Regions from separate parts of the Danio rerio genome. Here region 1 is linked to region 2. A link is a contact called in public Hi-C data. All regions are on one chromosome and are shown on one strand. The core of a region is the stretch at or near the end of the contact, and the rest is flanking DNA. Distances in the headings are between cores, read along the strand shown.

The links. A called contact is a pair of places that touch in the nucleus more often than the background predicts.
Region 1: a contact with region 2 is called in a Hi-C map of an unstated tissue, with 2.2 times the contacts expected there. The contact joins two enhancer-like sites. A contact is called at or near these places in 2 of 18 Hi-C or Micro-C datasets (caudal fin and an unstated tissue).

What each region holds. Positions count from the first base shown.
Region 1 is chr17:18,054,269-18,059,335 of GRCz12tu, reverse strand. It overlaps ston2 (stonin 2), which reads right to left. Exons shown (of 7, transcript NM_001033743.1): 5 at 3,109-4,980. Among named protein-coding and RNA genes, the nearest start is that of ston2, 39 kb to the right of the region's middle. Within about 2 kb of position 2,330, at least 10 of the 62 cell types and tissues checked have an H3K27ac peak or open chromatin away from gene starts, as enhancers often do.
Region 2 is chr17:17,818,466-17,824,035 of GRCz12tu, reverse strand. No RefSeq gene overlaps it. Among named protein-coding and RNA genes, the nearest start is that of foxn3, 5.8 kb to the left of the region's middle. Within about 2 kb of position 1,440, at least 3 of the 62 cell types and tissues checked have an H3K27ac peak or open chromatin away from gene starts, as enhancers often do.

The sequences.
Region 1 (5,067 bases), core at 1,081-3,580, 230 kb before region 2:
ACTCACACTATGCCATCCATACCGTGCCCAGGCCCGTTTCCCGGATTGTTTGAGAAGTGTGAGTGCGCTGAATCGCGCTCAAGCACAGTTCACTTGGCCGGCCCTGGCCCGGTTGGAAGAGGCCTTTGGCGCGGTACGCTTGTGTGTGAGCGCAAAACGCACCAAAGCCCGAAACCGAAAGCGAGACGTGACTTTTAAGGGACTGTTTCATATGGATTTATTAATCATTCTTACTGTTCAGTGAACGCAAACTGCCGTAGTTTATTAAAGACGCAAACTCCTCACAGAACGCCAGCTGCGCGCCTTCAGCAGACCTCCTCATTCCTGCAGCACGAGAGCTTAATGATTGTTTATGAGCGCCAAAAGTGGCGGATCTGTTCGGCGAAATATCTGACTGCGTGTCACCGCATCCCTAAGGACTGTTTGGCGAAATATTTGACGGCATATCAAACGACTGAAACGATATAACTAGAGAAATCTCCACTGTGCTACTGAGTGACAGCGTATGGCAAGCCGTTTTAGCATTTAAACCTTGTTCTGACTATCCATAAATATATTTAGAGATATCTCTAATTATATTTTGACTAGTCATAATTATAATTCGACTAGTCAGAATGACAATTAGAGATATCTGCAATTACAATTGTACTAGTACGAAATCAGATTGGAGATATCTGCAAATATATTATGACTAGTCATATTCCTCCATTGACTTCCATTGAAAAATATTTGCAGATATCTCTAACTGAGTTTTGACTTGTCAAAAATCCAATTCAAGATATCTACAACTGTAATTCGACTATTAGTAAATTAATTAGAGATCTTCAAATAGATTTGTAAATATCTCTAAATATGATGAATAATTAATAAGATAAATAAGATAAAGACATCTCCAAATGTATTATGACTAGTAAAAACTCAGAGATATCTCTAATTACAATTGTGACTAGTCAAAACTCATTTAGAGATATCTGCAAATATTTTTCAATGGAAGTCAATGGAGGAATATGACTAGTCATAATATATTTGCAGATATCTCCAATCTGATTTCGTACTAGTACAATTGTAATTGCAGATATCTCTAATTGTTATTCTGACTAGTCGAATTATAATTATGACTAGTCAAAATATAATTAGAGATATCTCTAAATATATTTATGGAGTCAGAACAAAGATTTAAATGCTAAAAAGGCTTGCCATAGAGAGCGCTTCTGAACAGCGCAGCAGCGATGACGTAAGCGTGCCGAGGCCCGATATGGTGTGAGCGCGGGCCGTCGGGGGAGACGGGAGGGGGGACAAGCGTGCTTTGGCCCGGTTCGAGGCAACTGTACCTAGTGTGAGTACGGCCTCAAACGCAACATGTGAACGGACTCTGGTTGGGTTTCGGCACCTCACGTAGGAATAGCAACACACACGAAAATGAGCGCCATGAAAAACAGTAGTAAAGAGACTGTATAAAAAAGGATGTAAGGATGTTGCCAGAGTGGCTTTTTGGTTTCTTTTCTTGCGCATCCCAGCCATTAGCTCACCATCTGAAAGATTTTTTTTTTTAAATATGGGGTAATGTAGTCACTCAACTTCACAATTTGCTATGTTGCAATATGTAATTAAATAATGATGGTTGTGTCCTTTACTTGAAAGCTCAGATTTGATTATCATAATTTGTTTTGTTAGTAGAGTTTGTAGTACTGTGTCATTATTAATCACACCTTACAGATGTTGATCTGTTGACCGCCCTTCAAGTTTGCTTTGATCATTCAGCATGTACACTTTATCATTGCACACACTTTGTACATTTTACTTATTAAGTTTGAGTCTCTATAGCGCTTATGTTAATTTTATTATAAGACATAAGATACAGGATATTTTTGTTTATTTTTTATTAAAAACTATTAAAACTATTTGCCTTAGTAATGTTAGTAAATTAAAATAAAATGTTTAAATAAATAAAAAATCCTAATATTTCTAAGATTGTAAAAATATTCAATAATTATTGAATGATAATAAACATTATATTGTGATCTTTTTTTTTCTGTTTCACCCAGCCCTAAGTCACCTACAAGCTAAATTGCCTGAGGATGAATAAATGAACAGCAGATATTTAAATGTTTGCACACTATTCCTTGAAATCCTACTAAAGCAAAGAAAACACAAAGAGAAATTGTTTAAGGAAAGCTCATTGTGCTGGACTGTGAAGCTCAGGGATGTCAGACAGTGAGCCTGTGAATTAATAGATAATGACAGCTTGAGTTTTGTCTCACCAATCAGGCTCACGCAGGGGGAGGGGATCCCTGCTGATGTACTATTGAAAAGCCTAAAGCGTTTGCCATTGACAGAAAAAAAAAGAATACCAGCACTGGTCGCAATGCAAATGCTATGACCACAGAAAAGCAACAAAACAGGATAAAAGATTATTTCTACACCAATGCACTTGCATTGATAGTCAATACTGCATTAAGAGGCATTGCTTGTTAGCACTGCATTGTGAATTGGGAGTTTGTGAGGATCTATTCAGACTAAAACCTTTAATCTACTATCTATGCTAATATTCTCATCATGCCAATACAAAGAAAGCAGAAGTAGCATTACTTTAGAGCAACAGCAAAATCACTATACAGGCTATAGACACTAAGAAAAAGTCGCAACTGGTTTATCAAATGAAAAACAGAATTTAGATGGAATTAAAAAGTTCTATTAGACAAGAGTAGCAGAGGAGAACAAGGCAAGCATGATCTTGATTTAAAGACCATAACATGGCTATGCTATGCTAATCCTATTTCTCCTATATCCTATATTTTTGTAGCTTACTAAAATTATTTTATTCACGTCTTTGCACTGACTTAACATGTAAACCGCTTACGCTTGATGCTTCATCAGCGTCTGGTGTGAACGCAGCATAAGTGGTTTAAAAAAATTGTACCTTAAAATTAAGTATGACCAAATATATAATATTAGGTATAATATGAACTCACAAGAACTCACAAGTGACCTATTCTGAAATTATTACTGTGTGACTTATGAACATATGACAACTCCAGCATGCTAAGTTCATTCCTGCTGTCTTATCATTTGACAACATGATTACCAAATTCAGCCCTAAAATCCCACCTGAATTCTTGTCCGGCAGGCGACCAATCCTCCATACTACAGACTTAAAGGCCTGTTCGTATTTGGCTGTGCCGAGTGTGACCCTCATGGCTGGTTCAGACCCTGATGTGCTAGTCGAACCAAAGCTGGCTCCTTTGTTGAATCGAGCCTTCAGAGACTTCTCTCCCGTCACACTCTCGCGCCTAAAGTTCTTTGCCCAAATTTCTGGTATGGGGTAACGAATTGCAACATTCTCACATGGTGTTAACGTTAAAGGATCCCTATTGGATGAGAACCCGGTTGACATTATCAGCCAGGACTGCATCTCCACTTCTGCACCCCTGACACAAGCAACAGTTCTCAGAGTGAAGGGAAGGGTTTTTTCGGCAAACGGAGTGCGGAAACGAAGCAGTTCAAATCGGCGGCCAACCGGTGGGCTGAACGTAATGGCTCGGGACTCGTTAAACTCTAGCTGGTCTGCACACTCATGCAATCGACAGTCCCGCAGTTGAATCCAACGTGAGGTTGTGTTAGGAATTATGTCATGCCGAGAAACCACCTCTTTACCTTTGATCTGGATATCATTGAGGCCGATACTACAAGGTGGGGATCCATTCAAGAAGGCTAGCATGTTCACTCGGGTAAAAACCAGCTGCTCCAAGATCCGGCTGTCTCCTTTGGAGAGAATCCCATAAAAGTCATCCCTCACCTCCACATGGACCTCCTCTTCAGTGTAAGTCGTTGGCCAGTTGAGACCTTCTTGGTCCATCGAGAGGCCCACAAGTCTCTCCTGTAGAGCGTGACGAAAGCTTAAGAAGTCCTGGTAGTTTGTAGTCCCAAGTTTCACCACTTGCTCTTTGACAGGCAAATGAACCACTGTGACCTTGGGCTGGATCTTCCTCTTTTCCTTGTAAACCACATGGTCTACACTGATGGTGTGAACCCGGCCATTTTCATCGTAGTTTTGAAGCTTGGGCTCTGATATTTCATGCTGGGAGTTCAGCTGGAACTCTTTAAAGGGCTTCTCCAGCCCTTTCTCATAGAAAAGTTGCAGCTGGCCGCTGTTCGTCAACCTGACAAATATTGGTCCCCAGTGACGTGAGGACATGATGTTCTTCTTCTCAGGAATACGCAGGAGCATCGGCCAGCCTTCCTGAGGTGTCATGTGGTGTGGTTCATAAGTGGAATCAGTGGAGTCCGCTTCATCCACTGAATCAGGTAAAGGAGGACTATCATCACGGTCAGGGTCAGAGATGTGTATATTCCTGAGCTGATTCAGACCATCTACAGGAAAGCTTGACTGGACACTATCTTTTTCAATTGCAGAGTCTTTCTGAGGTGGAAAAAGCAAAATAGATTCCCTTTTGATATCAGCATTTTGATATCCAAAGAAAGGTGAGCTGAAAGCAGACACATCCGATGCCTCTGAACACAAGCCAATGCCTTGGGAAGTTTTCAAGTCTGTTTCGTCAAAATAGGCACTGAAGGGGTTAATAGGAGAGGGCTTTAGGTTGGAGAAGTCATCATCTAAGAAAGGGTTCTTCTTGTTGTAAGGGACGCTGTTTTTTGATAATGTGTTATCAAACGCAAAGATTGAATTGTTGCCATCAGGGGTCAAGTCCAGGATGTGTCTCTCTGGCATCTGGCCACAAAATAAAGAGGGAATCAGGTTGCTGTTGGCATCCTGCAGAGGAGAATTGTTGAGGTTATGCAGTTTTATATTAGACGGCCTCCCCGGAGGCTGTAACACAGAGTCCTCATCCTCATCAAAAGTAACCCAGCTGGCAAAGCGGTTGGAGGTGACATAAGCTTGGCCATTGGTGTGTTGGTTATTTGCTGTCCAGTTGAATGAATCCATGTTCATTCCTTCATCGTCTTGGCACAAAGAAGAATCTGTCAATGAAAAAAGAAGACAAAGAAGCCACTTTAATATAAAATTTGACCACTGATATTATAATTAGCTGAATAACTTTCTCAAAG
Region 2 (5,570 bases), core at 191-2,690:
ATTAATAATTAACATATGTAATTGTTTTTTATGATTATGATTTTTTGTAAATTGGTCAAAGATTATATATGAAGCATAACAATACATTATCTACCAAAAATCAGCCAAATTTACAAGAATAATTAAATGATATTACATTAAAAGTAACAGTTAAGCCCTGAGATAATTGCAATTTTAACTATTCATACCCATTTATTTATGCTCATTTTAATTAGGATTTTTTTTAGTCACTTAAAATATTTATTTATTTATTTATTTTTTACCAAAAATCAGGCAAATTTAAAAAAAGAGGGATTAAATATCTTGACTTAAAAAGTAACAGTTGTGCCCCGAAAGGAATTTTTTTTGTCATTTTAACTATTTATAACTTTTATCACCCTTTTTTAAACCACAAAGTTGAACTCATTTTAATTAGGAGGGTTTTTTTAGCCACTTAGAGTTAACAGCTTAAACACGCCTCTCATATAGATAATGAAGTCATGAATTGCTCAGGTGTGAGTATTTTACAGACTTCAATGTTGTAACACATAACTTCGTTTGTAAACTAATTAGATTTTTGGTTGTTAGCAACATCTGCACCTTTAGAAATATGTTACAGTATATAGTTATGTATGCTATATATATATATATATATATATATAAACATACATGCAAATAATTGTAATTTAAATCATTTATACTTTATATTTTTAGCATCTTAAAATATAACAAAAAATGTAGCATGATTACTTATTCATATTGAAGTCAGAATTATTAGCCCCTTTGAATGTTTTTCTCTTTTTTTATATTTTCTAAATGATGTTTAACAGAGCAAGGAAATTTTCACAGTGTGTCTGATAATATTTTTTCTTCTGGATAAAGTATTATTTGTTTTATTTTGGCTACAATAAAAGAAGTTTTTAATTTTTTAAAAACCATTTTAGGGACAAAATTATTAGCCCCTTTAAGCTATATTTTTTCTTTCTTTATGCAATAACTTGCCTAATTACCCTAACCTGCCTAGTCAACCCAATTAACCTAGTTAAGCCTTTAAAAGTCACTTTCAGCTGTATAGAAGTGTCTTGAATAAGATATTATTTATAAGATATTATTTACTGTCATCATGGAAAAGATCAAATAAATCAGTTATTAGAAATGAGTTATTAAAACTATTATGTTTAGAAGTGTGTGTGTGTCTGTGTGTGTGTGTGTGTGTGTGTGCGTGTGTGTGTGTGTGTATGTATGTATATATATATAGCACATTTATTCTACATCAAAAACTAGGACTTGACTGATGTGTTAAACATATTGGCTTTTATATTATGTGAATGAAGCCAGACTTGTGTGCACGAGAGCTTTCCTAAACTGTACATTTTCAGATCAAGCAGTTAATCATGTTCAATAACGTCTCAGTAACAGAAACCAACAGAGCTGCCAAATGCTCTGGCCTCTGAACGTCTGGCAGAAAGATCCAGCATTTGCAGCAGCTGTAGGACGGAATTCTGTTTGTGTTCCCCAGTGCTAATGTTTAAGAGCCACTACACACACAAAAATAGCAGCATACGTCTGTGTAGGCTGCAAAAACGAAACATAAAAAAAGTAAAAGTGAAAGGATAATTATGTTTGTAAAAAAAAAAAAGTGTACAAAATGTTTGTAGAACTCTCATAATTTCACAATAGTGACTAAAGAGGGTGTATTATGCCCCTTTTAACAAGATGTCAAATAAGTCTCTGATGCTACAAGAGTGTTTATGTGAAGTTTCAGCTCAAAATGCACAAATAATATTTTAAAACACTTTAAACTTCCCCTTTTAGGCTTTGATTTAAAAGTTATCATGTTTGATGACTGTCGCTTTAAAATTCAAATAAGATTGTGCTCCCAGCCCTCTTTTCAAAAAGGGCAGAGGTACAGTATAAACGTAGGGTTGGGTATTGTTTGTGGTTATTTCGATACCGGTGCTAAATCGATACTTTTAATATCGGTGCCAAGACGGTGCCTAAACCGATACTTTTGACCCAGAAAAATTATGTAACTTTAACAAATTCAACAAGAAATTAAGATTTATATCATTTTTTTAAATTTCCGATTAATTATATTTTATTAACGTCTACCACAACCTTATCTATAAACCCAATCGTCACAATTATGTAAAAACAATAGTTGTGCCAAGTATTATTTGTTATTAAATAAATTACCCCCAATTTTTTATTTTATTTTTACCCCTACCCTAACCCTAAACCCAACCATCAGAGTACTGTAGAAATAATATTAATTGTTATACAGTGTCACACAAATGATGTTATATTGACATGCTTATTCACAGCTGTAGTATCTAGATTTTACCTGCTTCTCACTCAGGGCTGTTTATGCTATCACTAATGGGCGGTACTTTCTAATGACCATCTAACCATAACCATCTAATGACATGTACAAAGGAAGAATGTCAATCAAAGTGTTTCTGCAGACAGTTTTTATAAAGTGTGATAATAAAAAAAAATGAAATATTTTTACCATTAGAAGCTTATAAAAGTGATATTTGCATAATAGGTTTCCTTTACACAGACTGGTAGTACAGGATTGAATAAGCAACGATGTAACACCTGTGATTAGATGTCAACTCAATTCTATATTAATGGGCACTGACACTCATGGCTGATCATTACGTTGCTTGGCAACTATCAAAAGCCAGCAGTTGAGCTAATGAACTATATTACTTAGCAGGAGAACCGTTTATAATCATTAACAAATGCAACTATTTATTGAACATAAGTGTCTGAGATCATATTGATGTTTAGATTTATAGATTGATTTTAGATTGTATAGATTTAGGGAAGCAATAAACCACCTGAGAATGTTCCAAAGACTTTTCCATAATTTTCCTTAATCATGGTTAAAAAAAAAAAAAAAGATCACGAAAATTTTTAAAATGTCTAGACTTTTTGGTTGTGGTTTGCTAATTTCCATTTGAAGAGTTGCAAAAACCTCTAAGTGCCCTTTGATGCTTTCTTCTAAAATCAGCATTTGTCTAAGGCTCCTCTGTGTATAATTTCACTTTTATGCAAAGAATAGGTTATTTTAATTGTCTTTAAGGGTCCCATGAAATAAAAATAAAGATTTTTAGATGTTAGTAGAAGTATTGTTAGTTTTTAGGATATCTTTAAGCTCCAAAAAACTGATAAAAACAAGTAGTTTTTTTTCACATTACCTCATACATCACTTTCTCATCAAATTGTGACCAATCAAATGCTTTCTATTATCTGACATACCCCACCCCTTCAAGACGATACACATTTGATGTGCTTGAGCTCAGCCACTCACACTGGCAAAGCGGTGATAAAGCAAAATGTTATTAGCAGTTTTTTCAGGGAGGGGCTACACTATGTCCCACCCTCTCTTTATGTTTCAGTTTAGATTACATCAAACAAAAAAATGCATACTTCAAAATACTTCATGGGATCTTTAAAGTGAAATAAATGAACAAACAAAGAAGGCTGAGAAAAATGCTCATTTTAGAAAACAAATCAGAAGGCACTTTATTTATACTACCTAAATCAAAGAAAAAATAATTATAAAAAAAATTATAATGAGAGAGAAATTGTTGATGAATGTGTCCACCATATCACAGGCTTTTTTATGAGTTTCATACAGCAGTCATAAAAATAACACAATTAAAGTTCTTCTCAGTTAATTACTCCACCTTCCCCTGTAACATCTCCGAAAGAATTTGGTGAAGAAAAAAAAAATACAAAACCCAGATGAATGTCTTCATCATATAATATTTTGCCCGAGGCACTTAAGTGAATTAATGTAGCATAATTCCTGAGTGAAGTGCTTGCTTAGTGCAATCAAAGGATTAGAAATATGCATTTTTCAAATGATATTTCAGGCAACACTTACTGAGAATGAAATATGAATATGTTTCTGCACTAAGCAGAACCCTGGTAAACAGTCGTGTTGTTGCCTACAGCCATAAAGTGATTTCTGGGGTATTTTTATATTCTACTGCTAAACCTGTCCAATGAATCAAGTTGAAAAAAATCATGCAAAAAACTGAACTTTATTTGTTCGGGAATAAAATTTGTAATGCGCTCTGTGGTGCATATACTGTAAGCTTACTTCTACAAAACCTGGCCATAAGAAAGGCAGATATTTATATTTCTTTCATAAGAAGTCTAAATTGTAATCATTGTACATTGTGACATTATTGTAATGCATATTTCCTACAATTCTTATTTTTAAACATAAACAACAAAGAGTAATAAAGTAAAGTGTAATTACTCAAACAATATTAAATAATCTCATTCTCTTTATAAGGCAAAAATGTTAAATTGAATAAAAAAAAATGTTTTTTTTTTGTACTGTACTACCTCAACACAGTGTTTTACCATACTTTGCTAATAGTTATTGAAAAATGAATTGCAATAATGAGAAACCAATGAGAATAATGTCAATTTAAAAAAAAGTAAAAAAATTAAAAAAAAAAAAAAAAAAAAGATTGGTGTAAAATACAGTTGTTGCCTTGTTGGCGCATTGTTGCTTTTTTGGGGAACTACAACAGACTGCGCCATTGACCATCTGAAAGCAGGTCTAAAGTCCAGCGTAGAGCACAATATTAGTTGTGCACCTTAAACGCTTACACATTGCTTAATACACACAGAATGTACAGCAATAAACAAATACTTCACAAAGGAAAAAGAATTTAAGGATTAAAATATTACGAAAATTATTATTTTCTACATTAATATGAAAACCACTGCCTCCATGTCTTCTTCGCCTCAGGGTGCTTTTTTAGTTCATTCATGACAATTTGCTTTGTATAATGTTATTATTAGTATTATCATTTATTATATGCATATTTATATTTGTTTTAATAAAAAAACAAGGTTAGATTTGATCCATCTGTTTGGTTTTGGACCACATGGGGCAAAGGACCATGTGTTTGTATATAACTTTTTTGACCACTCTTCATTATTATTGTTCATTTATTCATTTGCTGGAAATTAGAACTGAATTTAGAAAGTTTTGAAACAAATCTTTGCACTTAGCAAACGAAATTAAAGTTTGTACAACACCATTTCCTTATCTACGAAAGTGAAGGAGCAAAGTAAAGAGTAAAAATATAGAGAAAGTAAAGAGGCAAAATGGAGAAGTCGAGTTCTTTATCCTCACGCTGTAGATGGTCTGTTTAACTGTTTTCTCGCTAGTGAAGAGTTCAGTTTTTCCACTTAAAGCCCGCCATACATATAACAAATGCACCACGGCATGACTCAACTGACTCTTAAAGAAAATGGGACTCTGATTGGTTTAATGCACGTTATGCTTAAAACACACCTATAACTCATTAGGGGAATAAGCACAACCCTGTTAGACCATGTGCCAGGGCACAAAGCGTATTTTTTCATCCTTAAAATAGCAACCAGTCTTTACCAGCCTAAATGCTTTTGCACCATACGCTTGAGACTTTGCGCCTAGATCGTTAAAATAGAGCCCTTTGTGTTGATCTGTTACTCTGCCATTTAACAAAATGCCATTTACTTTTTTAATGAGATTCTAATACCTTTTGTTTAATGAGCTTCTAGTAATTTGTCTG